Regions from separate parts of the Mus musculus genome. Here region 1 is linked to region 2. A link is a contact called in public promoter capture Hi-C data. All regions are on one chromosome and are shown on one strand. The core of a region is the stretch at or near the end of the contact, and the rest is flanking DNA. Distances in the headings are between cores, read along the strand shown. Region 1 has its middle 8.2 kb from the start of Gm38876. Region 2 overlaps Vgll4 (vestigial like family member 4).

Region 1 (2,849 bases), core at 11-2,510, 90 kb before region 2:
TATTTTTGTATTTGTTTGTGTGGATATTTGTATATGTGTGAGTATGTGCATGCCACAGCACATATGTGAAGGTCAGAGGGCGATGTTATGCTTTGGTTTTCCCCTTCTTCCATATGGCTTCTGGGGATTGAGCCCGATTCATTAGCTTGGTGGCAAGTGTCTTTTCCACTGCATTAGTTCTTCTATATTGCTGTGATAAAATATCATGACCACGGTAACTTGTAGAAGAATGTATCTGGGGTTATGTTTCCAGAGGGTTAGAGTTCATAAAGGCAGGTACAGCATGGCAGCAGGAATAGGAAGCTGAGAGCTCTCATGTGGATGTGCAATCAAGCTGCAGAGAGTACGAACTGGAAATGGGCAAGGCTAAGACTGAACTCTCAGAGTCCACCCCAGTGACTCATTTCCTCCCTCAAGGCCACACCTCCTAAACCTCCACAAATAGTGCCGCCACCGGGGACCAAGTGTTCAAGTGCCTAGGACCACGGGGGGCATTTCTCATTCAAACTAGTACATCCACCATCTATCTTGCAGGTTCCTACTATGGTGTCTTTTATATGGTATCTCGTCTTATTGGGATGCTTACAAAATGTGTGTTATTTTTTTCCTTGTGTATTTTATAGTATAAGATTTTATAACTGGTTTGCTTTGATTGAAACCTTTTGGGTGACTCTTCTCTGAGAACCCTACTCCTGGGTTCTAGGGTGTGTCTTTTCTCTCTGAATGCCTCTCTTTCTCTTAACCCCTATGCTTAAAGAATGTATTAAAATATTTTAATAAAACCACCTCCACTTTAAAATAAAAGATCTTGCCAGGAAGTGGTGGTGCATGCCTTTAATCCCAACAACATGAGAGGCAGAGGCAGGTGGCTCTCTGTGAGTTTGAGGCCAGCCTGGTCTATGTTGTGAGTTCCAGGACAGCCCGAGCTATATAGTGAGTCCCTGTCTCAAATAACAAAACAACCACCACCACCAAGAAAAAGAAGAAGAGGGGACAAAATGACAGATTGTGCCCCAGTGAAAATGCACTCAGCATTTTCTCAGCCTGGCCGATGGTGATGGCTTGTGAGCCCCCATATCAGACCAGCCCGTGCAGGGATGGTATTTGCTTCTTCCTCCTTGCTTTCTGCTCATTATCTTGCCTTTCCTCTCAATTTGTAGCTTTAGAGCAGTTTGAAGATGGTATACATGAGAGAGCAGTCCATGTCATGCTTGACCCATGCCCTCATCGTGGGTCTGATCTGGGACGCTCTGTACAGTGTGGTTCCAGTAAGGTCCATTGTGATGAAAGTATGGTCCAAGGTAACGAACGGAGACCCACAGTTGGACAACCTTGAGGACATGTCTCTGCTTTAAGGACTTTGTCCTCTTACGTACTAGGAGGCCTGACCAACATATGAGCTGTGGAAATGCTAACTGGGGCATGCAGCCTGCAGAAGTGGACCTGAGCAGATAGCCAGGTAGCCAGGAGGCAGTTTCAGTTGAGATGTAGTATACAAGAATTATATATAGGCACACCTGGGAGCTTGAACTCTGCCTGAACTCTGGCTCCCTGAAGTGAGGGGAAAAATTGATCAGGAACCCCCAAGCTGGAGTGTGGCCATTTATTTTACTGTCTATGTCTCTGAGTTAACAGAATCATGGTTTCATTAATTTGTACTTCAGAGAAGTAAGATGTCAGAATAGTGCCTTGTAACAAAAGGCCTGGATCCTGAGAGTCCGTTGATTGGAACCTCTGCCTGCTGAGGGTGAGTTCCCTTCTTTCTGCCTTATGTCCCAAGCAGAAGCACACACCATTTGGTGCATATGGTAGGCACTTAAGAAGCATTCATTGGCAATAAAATTGCCACTGGAGTGTGACTCCTCTCTGTGGAATCGATTTTTTTAACACCCGTGAAACAGACTTGTAATAACCATTGCTATTCTGAGCCTCATCTCATTGTATTTCACAGCACACTGTAATTTAGGAAACATTTTCTTTTGATTTTTTTTTTTTTAATAGCAAGAACTCACAAGCAGGTTATCTTGGAAATACCAGAGAAAATTAAGTTTGTAGAAGCTTGATACCCAATTAAAGATTAAAACAAAGAAGAAAATCTCTCTCTTTCTCTCTCTCTCTCTCTCACTCTCTCTCTCTCTCACTCTCTCCTAGTACACCATCCCCACGAGGGGAACTACTAGCTTGGAGTGATAATCCCAGTATTTTGGAGGTGGAGGCAGGAGGATCAGAAGTTGCAGGTCATTCTTGGCTACATAGCAAGCATGAGGCCAGCCTGGGCTACATGAGATCTGGTCTCAGATAAACAGAACAACTGATGAGGTTAGCCACTGCTGAGTATTTCAGAGTTCTTCCAGATTGGGTGTCACAGGGTGTTGAGGATCCATCTCTTGGTCTCTTTTGGAGCATCTGCTATGGAGCTAGGCACACACTCCCATCACTGAACACCCCTCTACCTCCCAAGCTTCCTTTTGCTTCTTTACATAAACACAAGAGATGAGGTAGTGTTCTGAGCTTCCTTAAGCCACTTTCTGGGCGCGGGCAGTTACCCTAATTAAATTTGCATCCCAGGCTGGGCGTTTAATCAGAAGGGCTTTCCTCCAGAGGCAGCTGTTTAAAATCTGCTGTTTTTATAGTTTCATATCAGATCTGATTAGCATAATGAGTGTTAGAAATGGATCTGTGCTGGGAAGAAATAGAGTGGCTTGTTAATTAGCATAATGGGTGTAAAGAACGGCATTGAATGGCTCTTCAGACACTCGAGGCTGGGTTATGTTCCCTTTAGACAAATATTTCTCAACCTTTTAGAAACCCATGTTTTCCTTTACTACATATAAAACAGTTACAGGCTA
Region 2 (2,885 bases), core at 374-2,873:
AACAGTGAGGAAAAGGGATACTGGGTACCCAGGAAGTGCTATGTTACTGCTCACAATTGAAAGTTAAGTGGTGGGCTGGTGAGATGGCTCAGTGGGTAAGAGCACCCGACTACTCTTCCGAAGGTCCAGAGTTCAAATCCCAGCAACCACATGGTGGCTCATAACCATCCCTAACGAGATCTGACTCCCTCTTCTGGAGTGTCTGAAGACAGCTACAGTGTACTTACATATAATCAATAAAATAAATCTTTAAAAAAAAAAAAAAAAAAAAAAAAAAGAAAGTTAAGTGGTCACTAATAAAAGGTGTGGCTGTCACGTGTGTGGTATGACCTTTGGTGGTGTTGCATTTGGCTGGCCCAGCAGGCAGGCATGGCTGCCTTTTGCCCATAGGCACATGACCTGCTTCCCTGATGGCAAAGAACAGGCCAAGCAGGGGCTTAGAGAATAACCTAGAACGTCCAGAAGTCTTGGGAACCATCTTCCACTTTCCTTTCAATTTTAAAGTTGAACAACTCAGCTCTGGCAGTTAGAGGGACAGACTCGAAGGGATTCTAGAATCCCCAAGGGGTTCTAGAATAAGTGGCTGGAGGGAGGACAGAGCTGAGCTTGGAACACCTTGTGTTAGCTGGGCCTTGCGGGCTCTCACGCCATAGCTGTATTGACACTCTCCACAGGCCCGTGTAGCGGCGGCAGCATTGAGCAGCTGGCCTGTGGTCCATGGGGCATTTGCCACATTCAGTGCCGGCATGCACAGCTCCAGGGAGCTGCTGTCCTCTGCTTGTCTGATGCTGTGGCTTCTGGGTACAAGTGCTGCCCACTGGCTGCCATCTTACACACCGAGAAGCAGAGCCATCACACTGGTCATCAGTGTCCTCTCTGGACAGAGGTAGAAATGGCCTCTGCTGCTTAGGAGCAAACATCACTGTGGTCCCTCTCCAGAGCTGGCTTATAGGATTGCACCATTTCTCTGGGTCATTCCCACCCTTCAATGACCAACTGTGCCCAAGCTGACCATGAAGTAGATCTCGTGTGTAGGCAGGCAGCAGCATCTGCCTGCAGGAAAGGAGGGAGGCCACAAAGCCAGCTTCGCCCGCAGGTGCCTCTCCTATACTCAGGGCGTGGTTCCTCAACTCACCTGTTGGTCCTGCCCTTAGCGTTAGTGTAGGAATGTCATGGAAACACCTAGGAGAAAGCACATGGCTCCTCCCCAGGGCCCCCTTTGCCCGTCACCCCCCTCTGAGCATGACCCTGTCTTTCAGGAATAAGACTGTCAACGGAGACTGCCGCAGAGATCCCCGGGAGCGGAGCCGCAGTCCCATTGAACGGGCTGCAGCCCCCGCCGTGAGCTTGCATGGTGGCCACCTGTACGCATCTCTCCCCAGCCTCATGGAGCAGCCTCTTGCCCTGACTAAGAACAGCAGTGACACAGGCAGGTCAGCTGTGGAGCGGCAGCAGGTATGTATATGTCATCTGGAGGTGGCCATATCAGGCTGGATGTTGGGGACTAAGAGCTCCATGGAGAACCCCGAGCAGAAGTCCTGAAGTGAGGGGATGTTGGTACCCTCACTCCTTTGGCTTCCTCTCTGCACAGTGCAGGGTTGATCTGGATGAGTGCCTGGCCCTGGCTTGGATGCCCATCTTCCCTGGCACTGTGTTCCTCGGGGTCAGTGTAGCAATCCTCTTGAGAGGCCGGCCCTTCCCCCATATGATTTCATAAGGCCTAAGTTAAATGTCAGAGCGTTGCTGGGGGCTTGGGTCCTATAAAGTTAGTGGTCATAAACCTGTGAGTAAGGCAGGCCATTGTTGTTATTGCTATTACTTCTACTAGAGGAAAATGAAATTAATGCTATTTAAAAAACAAGGCCAGGCCTAATAGTATAGGCATATAATCTCAGGTACTTGGAAGGCTGAGGCAGGAGGATTACAAGTTTGAGGCAACTTCATAAGGCCTTGACTTACAAAGAGCAAGATAGGTAGAGGGAGACTGAGGACATGGGCACTTGCCTAGTGTGCGAGGCTTCAGCCCCACATAAAAAGCCCCAGAGACAACAAAAGGGTAAGGTTTCTAACAAAGACTGTAGTAAGAGACTTTAAAAGCACACAGGCAGCATGAGAGGGAGGGGTGGGGTGGAGTGTTTCTGTGGGGTGGAGTGTTTCTGTCCCCTGTGTGACCCTTGATGGACTCTGAGCCTCTGGGCCTGTGATTCCTAGGTTTCTGGTCAGTGTTTGTACACACTAACAGGGGAGGGTGGGGCCTGGCCATTAGGAGATGCTGTGTGTTGGGGCTCACCTGCAGGTGCTGGAGAAGGGGACCCCACCCCAGTCTAGTCTCCCCCTCTCGACCTGCTGTTGTGTAGCACAGAGGGCCCGAGGAACAGGGAAGGTCCCTGGCCTGAGAGCTGGGCTCGCTGGCAGCTCCGCTCAGTAGATGAGGAGTTGACCTGTTCTCCCTCCCACAGAACCGGCCCTCTGTGATTACCTGTGCATCCGCGGGTGCCCGCAACTGCAACCTCTCTCACTGTCCCATCGCACACAGTGGCTGTTCTGCGCCTGGGTCTGCCAGCTACCGGAGACCACCCAGTGGTAAGTTTTCCCCCATAGCCTGAGACATGTGGGAACCCTGGATTAAGCTATAGGCTGTAACCTCTCTTCCTAAAATTTACTTAGTGGTGAGTTTTAAAACACTGTTTTAGAGCACGTGTGCACCTTGAGTTGGCCATGATTCAGGAGGCATAGAGAAAAGGACCTCTGTCCCTGGCCCCTCTGGGCTCCAGGATCCACCATTGTTATTTAGTGCCACAGAGACTCTTGGGCTTTACCCTTTAATGGTGTGGTTAAGTATCACTGACTGGGTCCCGGACCCACTGATGCAGCTATCTGTCCTC

Evidence for each region. Capture Hi-C pulls out chosen DNA fragments and counts their contacts.
Region 1: a promoter capture Hi-C map of liver shows a contact between it and region 2. The contact joins two enhancer-like sites. A contact is called at or near these places in 2 of 484 Hi-C or Micro-C datasets (liver and uterus), 6 of 115 datasets of contacts at active chromatin or transcription factors (double positive thymocytes, effector CD8 T cells, embryonic stem cells and 2 more) and 3 of 9 other capture datasets (adipose tissue, liver and pancreatic islet).

Annotation. Positions count from the first base shown.
Region 1 is chr6:114,952,267-114,955,115 of GRCm38.p6, reverse strand. It overlaps a transcript of Vgll4 not described here. Among named protein-coding and RNA genes, the nearest start is that of Gm38876, 8.2 kb to the right of the region's middle. Within about 2 kb of position 1,260, at least 13 of the 459 cell types and tissues checked have an H3K27ac peak or open chromatin away from gene starts, as enhancers often do. A contact at or near this core is called in liver, where this site is marked.
Region 2 is chr6:114,862,454-114,865,338 of GRCm38.p6, reverse strand. Vgll4 (vestigial like family member 4) reads left to right here. Exons shown (of 5, transcript NM_177683.3): 3 at 1,260-1,455; 4 at 2,460-2,583. Among named protein-coding and RNA genes, the nearest start is that of Vgll4, 58 kb to the left of the region's middle. Within about 2 kb of position 1,623, at least 13 of the 459 cell types and tissues checked have an H3K27ac peak or open chromatin away from gene starts, as enhancers often do. A contact at or near this core is called in liver, where this site is marked.